Linked DNA regions of Sus scrofa: all the other regions are linked to region 2. Evidence: chromatin contacts called from public Hi-C and HiChIP or PLAC-seq data. All regions are on one chromosome and are shown on one strand. The core of a region is the stretch at or near the end of the contact, and the rest is flanking DNA. Distances in the headings are between cores, read along the strand shown. Region 1 overlaps NTNG1 (netrin-G1). Region 2 has its middle 390 kb from the start of NTNG1. Region 3 overlaps VAV3 (guanine nucleotide exchange factor VAV3).

Evidence for each region. Hi-C and Micro-C count contacts between places; a contact is called where the count stands out from the background. HiChIP or PLAC-seq counts read pairs in DNA pulled down with a chosen protein or histone mark.
Region 1: a contact with region 2 is called in a Hi-C map of skeletal muscle, with 5 times the contacts expected there. The contact joins two enhancer-like sites. A contact is called at or near these places in 3 of 47 Hi-C or Micro-C datasets (psoas muscle and skeletal muscle) and 1 of 2 datasets of contacts at active chromatin or transcription factors (skeletal muscle).
Region 3: an H3K27ac HiChIP or PLAC-seq map of skeletal muscle shows a contact between it and region 2. The contact joins two enhancer-like sites. A contact is called at or near these places in 11 of 47 Hi-C or Micro-C datasets (alveolar macrophages, embryonic fibroblasts, fetal heart ventricle and 6 more) and 1 of 2 datasets of contacts at active chromatin or transcription factors (skeletal muscle).

What each region holds. Positions count from the first base shown.
Region 1 is chr4:112,426,580-112,430,461 of Sscrofa11.1, reverse strand. The region is part of intron 3 of NTNG1 (netrin-G1); the gene reads left to right. Among named protein-coding and RNA genes, the nearest start is that of NTNG1, 190 kb to the left of the region's middle. Within about 2 kb of position 1,916, at least 3 of the 83 cell types and tissues checked have an H3K27ac peak or open chromatin away from gene starts, as enhancers often do. A contact at or near this core is called in skeletal muscle, where this site is marked.
Region 2 is chr4:112,228,529-112,232,451 of Sscrofa11.1, reverse strand. No RefSeq gene overlaps it. Among named protein-coding and RNA genes, the nearest start is that of NTNG1, 390 kb to the left of the region's middle. Within about 2 kb of position 2,616, at least 12 of the 83 cell types and tissues checked have an H3K27ac peak or open chromatin away from gene starts, as enhancers often do. A contact at or near this core is called in skeletal muscle, where this site is marked.
Region 3 is chr4:112,030,494-112,034,731 of Sscrofa11.1, reverse strand. All of the region lies in intron 16 of VAV3 (guanine nucleotide exchange factor VAV3), which reads right to left. Among named protein-coding and RNA genes, the nearest start is that of VAV3, 210 kb to the right of the region's middle. Within about 2 kb of position 1,726, at least 5 of the 83 cell types and tissues checked have an H3K27ac peak or open chromatin away from gene starts, as enhancers often do. A contact at or near this core is called in skeletal muscle, where this site is marked.

The sequences.
Region 1 (3,882 bases), core at 667-3,166, 200 kb before region 2:
AAAAATGCCACCAGAAAACTACAAGAATTCATCAAAGAACTTGGTAAAGTTGAAGGATACAATATACAGAAATCTGTTGCATTTCTATACAGTAATGATGAAAGATCAGAAAGAGAAATAAAGCAAACAATCCCATTTACTATTGCATCAAAAATTATAAAATACCTAGGAATAAACCTATCTAAGGAGGCAAAAGACATGTACTCTGAAAACTATAAGACACTGATGAAAGAAATCAAAAATGACACAAACAGATATAAATATATTTCATGTTCTTGGATTGCAGGAATTAGTATTGTTGAAGGGACCATACTACCTAAGGCAATCTGCTGAGTCAATGCAGTCCCTATCAAAATACAAATGGCATTTTTCATGGAAAAACTTTGAAATTGCTTGTGCTTTGGCTAATGAGTTTTTTCTAAACTACTACTTGAAAAACATTGAATGAATGAATGAATAGATTAGGTTTGAAATGTGTAGTATAAGAGCCTCACAAACATCATTGTGAATTGGGTCCATCGATCCCAATTCACAATATTATATAATTGGAATAGCTACCATGTCAGCTCTTTCTGGTGCTTTAGACAACTGATAATGTGCTAGGAATGTATTGAGAGGACAGAGGGCAAAGCAGTAGGATCTCAAAATCATTATTTATCTTACTTTAGAAGGAAACATTGGCTAGGAGTCAAGAGAAATAGGTTCTAGCTCTGGCTGCGCTAATAACTCAGTGAGGCAAGAGCAAGTCCCCATCATTATAAGCAGAGTCTCCTCATCTTCAAAATGAGAGTATTATACTTGATGTGTGGTTTCTCAGAAAATTACTTTCAAATAAAGACTATGCTAGTCAAAGACATTTGGGAAATGTTGTTTGCAATACTTTCTGCTACGAGAATCACAATATATATCAACATATTAAAGGCCCTGAGATGTCCTATAGTAAAGGGATATTTCCATTTTATTAAACCAGAGCCTCCCAAACTTACTTAACAAAAAAATCCCTCTATTAATACCCTCAAAGCATGTTAACAGATCTCATGTAAGGTAACAATCTCCAATATCATTGGACACTTCATATGATGTAAGGAAATAAAACATTGTGTGTGTGTGTGTGTGTGTGTGTGTGTGTGTGTGTGTGTTTGAACTATTTGCAGTGCTAAGAACAGATTGATACTTCACAGCAAGGTCTAATTTTAGCTATCATCCTTCTATATCGTTGCTACATTGAGCGAAGAAAATGAGACTATCTTAGTAAAAGGCCAGCTTTGATAGGGAGTACCTTTTTTTGTTAACTCTTGCTCTTAATTTTTGAACATTGGGGAGTACTGTATATCTTTAAGGGTTATAGGAAATTCGCTATTCTATTGGAATTGATAGGGATATTTTTGTTTTATTTTTAAGCTAGAGAAATTGTGATGGAAGAGTCAGCAAAGATGTAAAAAATGAAATGCCAAGTGGTACAATCTGGTGCATTTTAGAGATAAATAGAGATGCTAGAGAATTTTTATTCCTCTCAGATGTAGCTCCTCAAACTCTAATTACAGCAATAAACTAAAATCGTGTGTAAAGGAAAATAAGATTAACTAATATTTAATGTATTAGTTTTGTATTTATCATTTGCTCTGGAAGATATTCTTGAAACTACAGGCTAGTTTTAGTTAAATGTGGGTCGCCTTTCTTCTGCTCCTGAGGGATGTTAATGCATAACAAATGACAGCGCAGAAAAACTAAAATAGTATACAGCTAAGGGATGTTGTCTCATCTAAGAATCGTGTGGTTGCCCTGGCTGCTTTTACTCATTTGGTCCTGCTAGAATATCAGGGAAGCAAAGCTGTTACAACATATTGGTGACATCCATGTATAATTATAGATCCTCCAGTACTGCTGAGAACAGGGAACAGATGGGGGGAGGGTGGGCCAAGAGATGACGGGAGCAGGGAGTCTAAGAGGTCAGCAGTTTGGCAGGCTGGGAGGAGACAGCCTCATGAACTCCTGTATTGGAATTAAATAGGCAGCATGTATGCCAAATGGAGTCATAGCATTGCAAAATCATTTCTCTTAGAACTGAAAGAAACCATGAAAATAATGCAATCTAACACCCTCTTTTTTAGATGTGAAACAGCATGGTTAAATGAATTAGCCAAGGATGATATTGTTACATAACCAAAATTTAGATCTGGATGGAACCTGTGTTTTACACACTGATCCTCCCTCAGTGCCTAGAACTGGGCCTGGCACATAATAGGCACTCAGGAAATATTTAATGAGAGAATGAGTGAATGGGTGTGGAATTCTCTTTTGAGCGTCATGCAGATCAGTCATTCTAAGAATCTGTACTCTTCCCATTAGACATCCTGTGGCTGCCTTTGTGTATTCCTTACACAGAACTGCAAGGGAATTGGAGTTTTGCACAGTATTTTTGGTAATGGCACTTGATCCAATATACTAAAATTGCAAAGATTTCATCTTCAACCAGTTGTCCAAAGTTAGGGAATAAAATTTATCTACCTCAGATATCAGAGTAATTTATGTGTTTGGGATAATATAACCCTATTCAGACACACATTGTTTCTTCTATTATTTGCCTGATTGATGTTTTTAAGACGAGAAAGACTCTTAGTTCTTTTCCTGAGTGAAGACAAGTTTGTGAAAAGAAACGGACTCTTCTGCCCACTCTCAATAAATATCTAGTAAAATCATAATATCACCATATATCCCAAAGTTGCCTTCAAATGGTATTTGTTTCTTGGTCCAATAACCAAAGAGTTTTAAAATGTATAAAAACTATCTTATCAATTTATCTATTGATAAAGTCAGGGTTGGGGTTGCAAAGAATTTGAGCTGAAGAGACATGGAAACAGGTAGTGACCTTTTGTGAGCATATGTCTTTATTAAAATAAATTGATTATAAACTCTTAAGTAGCAAAATTATATTAAAACATTAATAATAAAAGGCTGATTGTGAGAATGAAGGAGAGAGAAAATGAATGCCTAGAGAGAAAATATATGCCTAGCTCACAGTGGTGGAATTTTGGGTAATTTTTATTTGTGCCTTTCTGTATTTTTCACATTTTATTCATTGACTATATATCATTTAAATAAAATTGGTTTTAAAAATAAAGTTAAAATTTAGCGAAATTGAAGGACGTAACGCCAACACACAAAAATAAGTTGTGTTTTTATATACTAATAATGAACAATTCAAAAAGGAAATTAAGAAAACAATCTCATTTACAGTATATCAAAAGATGAAATACTTAGGAATAAACTTAACCACGAAGGAAAAAGACTTGTATACTAATAACTACAAAACATTGTCAAAAGAAATTGAAGAGAGCACATGTAAATGAAATCTCATGAAAAAAAAATAAAAAATAAACAAGCTTTTGAAAGAAAAAAGAAAGAAAGAAATCTCATGTTCATAGATTGAAAGCTATTAAGATATCAATACTGCCCAAAGCAGTCTATACGTCAATGTAATCTCTTTCAAAAGCTCAATGACAATCTTTGCAGAAACAGAAAAATCTATCCTAAAATTCATGTGGAATCTCAATAAACCCCAAATAGCCAAAGCAGTCTTGAAAAAGAATAAAGTTGGAAGTCTTATACTTTTTGATTTCAGAACTATTACAAAGCACAATAATCAAACCAGTGTAGTGCTGTCATAAAGATAGCCATATAGCAGTAGAATAGGATAAAGAGTCCCAAAATAAACCACACATATATGATTTTTGACAAGGATGTCAAGCCCATTCATGGGAAAAGGAGTCTTCAGCAAATGATGTTGAGAAAACTGATCTGTCTGAAATTGGGATGGAAACTTGCCCAGGCAAGCACTTAAGAGGCCAAGGCAGGGAGGTTCTGTTGTTTAATGGTGTCTCA
Region 2 (3,923 bases), core at 1,367-3,866:
AGAAATAATTCTCCAACTGGACCCAATATTGTCCACCAGGGTTTACTTTCCCCTGGGGACTTGCTCATAGAAAATTCCTCTGCCACCAGCCTGCCCCCAGAAATGGCTGCAGCCCCTTGAGTGCTCCAACATAAGTGGGGACAAAATCTTCTGTCTCTGGCTGTCCTTAGCACAGATAAGCCTGGCTGGACCTGTCAGAGAAAATTGAAGAACAAAAGGAGCACACAGGAGGGATAAACACAAAGAAGGCAAGAATGATAAAATGCTCTGCTTAGAAAGTGCAAATTTCTGAACCTGCCTGAGCCACCGAGCTCTGAAGGCTCAAGGGCCCTTCTCTTTCTATAATTTTCTCCTGAGGATGATGCTATGCTTAACCTGAAAAGAGAGCAGGGCGCCTGACTTCCTGGCTTCTCAGCAATGGTGTCACTAGTTATAGATGCCTCTCCGCAGAAAGTCTGAGTTCTCCTTTTGTTCTTCTCATGCAGACAGTATCAAAGCAGCTCACCCTTCTTCCAGCAGGAAACGTGAATGTGTGAAAAGAGCGACCATTTGTTAGACTCTGTTTCTGGCCCAGCATCATGATGTTTCTTAGGGTAAGGGGCAGGGGAGGATGGAGAGGCAATAGTGAAGAAACTGTTTTGTGATTCAGAGGAAAGAGCAAGGTGACAAAAAAAAAAAAGGACCATGATTTAATTTTAATTAAAATTAAATAGGCATACATGACTGGTGGTTAATGTTTTAGTGAAGCTCAAGAGACTAAGCGTGGCAGGGGCCCAGCAGAAAGTAGGTCCAGCATCTCTGCCGCAAAGGCAAAGTCATCCCCCGTCCTGCCCTGCCCCGCTCCACCCCGCCTGCTGGTCAAGGCCCCTCTGTCTCCCTCCTCCTGAAAGAGCACTGGACTAGAGTGTAGGTCAAGAGTGGCAATGATTTGGCTGTTGGCTAGTGGCCTCCTGCCCTAGCCTGGCTGTTTGTGCCCACAACCACCCACCAGCCTGAAGGATCAGGTTGCTGCTTTGATTTAGCCTCTCTATTGCCACTCAGCCCGCACCTTTGCTGTCTCACCCTCCTGTACAGTGAGGCCTTTCCCTGTCCATTTGATTCCTATTAGAGAACCAGGCATTTCCCCGGTGACGGTGGAAATAAGGTATTCCAGGTGCATGCTGTAAGGAAGGCGCATGCGCGCATATGCATGCGCACACGCATGCGCCGTCTAGACCAAGGCGGGCACCTGTTCCATCCCAGGGAGTAGAGGCGGCCACATTCCCAAGGGGTTCTGTTACAGGCGGCCACAGGCTCCAAAGCCCAGAGCTGATTCTGCTCTGGCTCCACTTCTTTCCTCTGCTGTCTGCTTAGTAAAGGAGCAAAGGCCAGGCCCAAGGCCCGCAGGTCACTATAGAGTATGGTGACCCCTAAGAAAACAAGATCAACCGTCTTCAGGGCCCATCCCCAACCTGCAAGGGGTCCCTGAGTTTACTAGTTATTTGGGATCACAAAGATCCCAAGCAATTTGCACAGTCTCCTTGCTGCCACTCCTCTCCTAACCAGAAGCAACCACGGAGCGAGACGCCACTTCACATGGGACAAAGGTGGATGTGAGATGTGCAAGACCAGACCCTGAGGAAGGGCCACGGTGACCCAAGGGCTGGGCCCTTCAGCCTAAACTTACCTCTAGACTGAAAGGTGATAGGTCCCAGGCGGAGCCCAGAGGGAGGGGGTGGGCAGCTGAGATGGAGGCCAGGCTGGAAGGACTGGAGGGGAGCCAACACTGGTGTGTCTGCACACAGGAGCTGGGAGAGTCTCCCTAGAGCCTCAGGGCTCTTCCAGCAAAAGGTAAAGTTTGAAACCCCCCCACACACACACTCAGAGGAGTCCAGCCCTCCTGCAGCGCTCTTACACCCCATCCCTGCAACCTGCAACTTGGCCTCCACCCCTTCCCCACACTCTGCCCCTACTATCCGACAGAGTTTTGAGCCAGGGCCGTAGGGGCCCTGAAGGGAGGCCGGTCTTCTCTTTCACCTTGGTTCCTGGGACGCGCTGCGTCATCATGGCAGAGGCCAAGAGCTAGACCCCGTGCCCGGGATGCAGACTGAGCAGAAAGGGTGGAGGAGGCCGAGCATGGAGTTGTGGACCATCTCTCACCCTGCCCAGAGCCCCCAGCACCCCAGTTCTTGCCATGTGCCCTCTTGTGGGTGCTGATGGGGCGTGGTGAGAGATGCAGTGCACAGCCACAGCCTCCTCTCACCAGACCCTGGGACTCACCCTCTGCCCCCCACTCTCAGACATCTGTTGAATCCCTGACTTCAAGCCTCACATGGTGAAGCTCCTCCCTGCGGAAATAAAGGGTTCAAGAAGGATCTGGAAGGAGACAGAAACTCAGCTCAGCTGGCACATCAAGGTCAGGGGCCTCACCTCTCCTAACTTTAAAGAGAAAGATCTGTAAGCAGAGGAGAGAAGCCAACCGAGTGACCCCTGAGTGGAAATCAGGGCAGAAATCTTTTGCAACAGAATCCCCATGGGAAACATGACAAAATTAGCAACAGGAATGAGGTCTCCCTCGGAGGATACAAGAATCACTGGGTTGAAAATAACCACAAGGTCATCTAGTTCAGCTGCCACCACTTGCCTGAATTTTTCCAGAAATTTTTGGACAAGCAGTCATCCAGCCTCATCCAGCAGCTCAGTACTCAGCAGCCCCCTCCTGATGGCGGGCAAGGTTTTAAAGGCCCCTGGGGCTCTCGTGCTTCCAGGGGCAGCTCGCAGAGGGCAGCGGGCAGCAGGCAGCACACAGGGGCCCGGGTCCAGCGCTTCCCTCCCTCCGGCTGCTGTGTTTATACTCCATTGATTCACAGCAAAGACTCTTGGCAAGATCAAGATTTCTTTACACCGCTTGTGTGGCTGCTTTAGTGAACCAGCCTTAAAACATGCTCCCGAGGAGGTCAGTTTTTGGTTATCGTTGGCTTTAATTCCTGGAAAAGTTCTGGGAATCACGATTTCAGAACCAGAAAGAGCTTCGGCATCTCGTCCAGCCACCTCAAAATGACTCGTGAGAACCGAAGGGAGCCTGGAGCCTAGGGTGGAATTCAGACCTTATTCCCCACTGTTCCCCCCAGTGCCCTCTGAGCTGCAGTCCCAGTGGCTCTGGGACCCTCCAGAAGGTGCTCAGTGGCCTCTCTAGGGTCTCGTGTTACCTGATCCACTGCAGCCCTGGCCCCCGGTTCTCAGCTCCTCCCTTGGTCTTTGCAGCCCCATTCCCGGCTAGTAGGCTGGGGAAAGGGTGTGCAGTGTCCATGCCTTTTCAGTGCCTCGCTTTCCCGTGTCTCCACCTGTGCACAAGCCTAGAAGCGCTCCAAACTCTCTCCTTTTGGATTTTTTTAATGGAGGCTTCATTGTATTGACTGATTAAATCATCAGCCGCTGGTGATTGAATGTAATCTCCAGCCCTCCCAGGAGACTGGGGGTATTCAGGGGGCTCGGGGCTCAAGTTCCAACCCACTCATCACATGGTTGGCTCCCCTGGAAACCAACCCCCACTCTTAGGTGCTTTCCAAACTCACCTCATTAATATAAATCCAGCTATGGTGAAAGGGGGCTTGTTTTGAATAACAAGACATACGTTTGATCTCTAGAGCTCTGAAGAGACTCAGGCACTGAGGCCAGGGAATCAAATATTATGACAAAAGTTGTTCCCACTACATTTTTTGCTCAGGAAATTCCAAAGGTTTTGGGAGCTGTGATCCAGGAACCATGGAACCAGTATCTGTGAGGAATATATTTTGGTCCTCTGAATGACCAAATAACTCTTATTATAAATCACAATATCTGAGGCTGCCACAGTTTGTGCAGCCACTCCTTGACCACTGCCCCCTCCAACCATTTCAGCCACTAAGTCTTACTCGCCTTAAAAATAGTCGTGCTTGTTTGGG
Region 3 (4,238 bases), core at 477-2,976, 200 kb after region 2:
CAAATCAAAACCACGATGAGATACCACCTTACACCAGCCAGAATGGCCATCAGCCAAAAGTCTACAAACAAGAAGTGCTGGAGAGGGTGTGGAGAAAAAGGAACATAGTACACTGTTGGTGGGATTGTAAATTGGTGCAACCACTGTGGAAAGCAGTATGGAGATTCCTCAGAAAACTAAACACAGAACTACCATTTGACCCAGCAATCCTACTCCTGGGCATCTATCCAGAGAAAACCATGACTCCAAAAGACACATGTACTCCAATGTTCATTGCAGCACTATTTACAATAGCCAAGACATGGAAACAACCTAAATGTCCATCGACAGAGGAGTGGATCCAGAAGATGTGGTACATATACACAATGGAATATTACTCAGCCATCAAAAAGAACGAAATACCAGCATTTTTAGCAACAGGGATGGACCTAGAAACTATCATGCTAAGTGAAGTCAGCCATACAATGAGACACCAACATCCAATGCTTTCACTGACATGTGGAATCTGAAAAAAGGACAGACAGAACTTTGCAGAACAGATGCTGACTCACAGACATTGAAAAACTTATGGTCTCTGGAGGAGACAGTTTGGGGGGTGGGGGGATGTGCTTGGGCTGTGGGATGAAAATCCTGTGAAATCAGATTGTTATGATCATTATACAACTACAGATGTGATAAATTCATTTGAGTAATAAAAAAAAATGAAAAAAAAATGCCACCTAAAATTTAATCAGAAGTCTCCAAATTGATTTCTAAACACCCTGAACATTACAACTGTCTCATTTACCTTTTTTGTGGGGATGACAGCAGCTAGCATGATACCCTGCCCTTAATATTGGATTGAAATGAAAGACTCAAGCCACCCACACCTTTATCTGATCAGATTAGCATTCTACTAAACTACTTAAAGAAAGAATTTTCCCAAATTAAGTTTCTTTTCATTTATTCAAAGGAAAAGAATGTTTAAAACATGGACTTAGAATGTTTCAAATATCTGAAAGATTACCATATAGGGGAAAGACACATGTTCTATTTGAGTCCAAGAAGGGACATTAGGAAGAGAGACTTGAACAGACAGGTTTCAATTCATTATAAGGAAGAATTCTCTACAGTCAAAGCTAAGCCAAGTCGGAGCAAATCCTTCCAGAGGTAGTGAGTTCCTTATCACAAGAGGCATTCAAGCACAGAACTGGAAAGAAGTTGTAAAAAGGCTCAAGTGCTAAATGGCTGGAAAAGAGGCGTTTTAAACATCTTTCCTGAGTGTTTATGGGGTTATGAAACATTACGGTTTTTTAAAATCTCTGTCATTGCCCCCCCCCCGCCCCCCAACACACAGTAGATCAAAGGCACTGCTAGAAAATGTCAGAGAAACTAACACTGATTCAGCTTAATTTTATTTGCATTTAGTTGTAACCAGAGTAATATTTATTTGTTGATGGAAATTTTGATATCTATCTTTCATTCTTCCTTCTGCCTATGGCTTCTCCTCCCTTATAAGCAAGCTCAGGAATGCCAAAAATATGTCAAATAAGTATTAAATACCAGCAGCGAAAAAGGAGAGAGGTTGATCTCCGCCAGGCAATAACAGAACAAGAATACTATTTAATATTTACGAATGCTTTGTCATGCATGAAATGCTTTTGCATGTCTCTGGATCAAACAGGCTCCTGAAAGACTCCATTTTATGACAGCTGTGATTTTTCTGAGCACTGTCCCGTGTCCTACTTCCTTTTATTGCTGCCAGGAAACTGCAGTATCATATCCTATACGGACTTAACTGCCAATTTTGAAAGGTTATAGACAATACATTAGATTCGGGGAGAGCTGCACTGCTTCAACTTGGGAGATTAATGTGAATAGGTCAGGAGCACGAGGCTCAGCACAGCCTGGGGGCTGTGGATCGTGTTGGCATAGATTTCGTGTCCATAAACAAATTCTTCATATTAAAAACTGGTCATGAGAGCTTTTTAAGGAGAAAGAATAAAAGGTTGTCTTCAGAGTAAATAATTTCTCCCCAAAACCAATAAAGCACACATGTGGGGAGGCAAATACAGAGATGCTTGATGGACTGGTATTTTGGTAGTTGTGCCTGCAACGTTACCAGTTTCCAAATAGACACTGATGGGCTTTGAACACTCAGAAAATGCCAAAGCAGGTGTCATCACAGTCAAATGACACCAGCACATGCAGCTGGTCCAGGAAGGCTCACCCTGGGGCTGACTCTTGATACCAGCATGGTCTTATTTCAACCCCTTCTACTCTCTCTCGGGGTGCTCCCCAACATGGGAATTTCAGAATAAATAACGGGCATAGATGTCAATACTGGTGGGGAGAAAACATTTTAAGAGCACAAAGAGCCATCACTGATTCAAAAACTATTCTTGCTGATGTGGTTTGACTACTGAGTCAAACCACAAGCTAACCGTCTAGCTGCCACTGCCTGGATTCTTGGGATCTCGTCGTTCCCAATAAACCACAAGAAAACTTAGTGAACCCTGAGTAGCTCCAGTCTGTTATCTGAGCAGACTATTTCTGATATTCGGTGGGGCAGTACCGAATAATGCCAACTACATCAAATTCACCCAGGTGTTTTTGTTCTGGTTTTGGTGAAGGAGACCATTTTGCAGCCAAATCCTCCTGATGACTGAAACAGGAATGAGGGCTGCTAGGAAATCCATACCTGTGCCCAAAGCCACAAGGTGGCACCTGGACAGCTGGGATCTGTTAGTGGCTATACATACTCGGTACAGTCCCTGTGCAGAAACCATCACCCTGGTGCCGGAAGACAGGCTTTGCTAACGACACCACCGATTTTCTGGAAACACACCACACTCATTCGCTTACATATTATCTATGGCTGTGGTATTACTCCTTATTTATATATTTGAAAAGATCCCGACAGACCTCCCGACCAAGAAAACAAAGAAGAGGAGGGAGAGGCGGAAGTCCTATTATTCTAGTAGCAGCAGAAGTAGCAGCCCGGCAGCAGTACCTGGGGCTTGCTACGGAATTCTCTGACCTATAGCTTCCTGCAGATATTGGGGGATACCCATCTGGGCAAAAATATAAACAAAGGCAGCCTGTAAAGGTGCACAAGAGAATGTTAAACCATGCATGCCGTGAAGTCACAAACGTGCATGTCTCATCAATCAACAGCAAAACCACACTCATCAGATTTCTTAATCCTGAACTGACGGGGAACATGACGCAGCTTTATTCCTGTAAAACCCCGGGATGGCTGGGGAGGTGCTCTCTTTCTGACCCGAAGAGCCACTCCCGACAAGACAAGCAGAGCCAGGCGCCCTGGCCCCCTGCAGGGAGTGGCCCCCGGTGGGGAAAGTCACACTCCAGTGCCACTGAGGGTGTCGAGGGGACCCAGGAAATGGCGGGCCCATGGAATGAGTGTCCCTTGACCATCAGTACCGCAAATGTAGACAGTGATTGGATTTCACGTACAAAGTGGAGAAGGAATAGCGCCTCCCCGCTGCGTCTGACAGGGTGGAAACAATCAAGCAAGCCCCAAAGAATCAGGAGTGTGGACGGAGGAAGTGGGTGGCTCTGAGCACCTGAGCCCTGAGAACTGGTCTAAGTCCTATATCCTCCCCACCTCTAGAGTCGAGGAGGCCCCCAACAGCATATGAGGGCCATACTGTTCCGCAGTTTTTAGCAGAAGTACAGATTAGAGCAATATCACCCGAACGAATCTAGGTAAGGTGAAAATTACCCATCCTGCTTGGTTCTTTAAGTTCCATCCAAGCACTGAGTCAGACTTGCCAAAAAGAAACATACCTAGGAGGAGGAGGAGGAGAAGCATAATCGGGAAGCATCAGGTCAGGTGTTGACAAAAATGCCTTCAAAAACCTGCAATCCCATTTTTGAAGACTAATCCTAAAAAAAATAATGATAGGAGTTCCCGGGTGGCCTACTGGTTAAAGATCCAGTGTTGTCACTGCTGAGGTGCAGGTCCAATCACTGGCCTGGGAACTTCTGCATGTCATAGGTATGGCCGAAATAAGCAGGTAAATTTTTGAAAAAAAGAAATAAAAATAAATAATGATATATAACATCAATTTCTAGAACTTCAAAAAAGCCAATATAGCTGGTAGACAACATATGTTTTTCAGTGTCTCTTCCCTGAGGATGCACTTTATAAAGTAAAAGTTCCTTCCCCTCGAGGGCTATTGTGATATTTTGTCGGACAGTAAGAATTTCCTAATTCATCGTCTTTTTTTATTGTC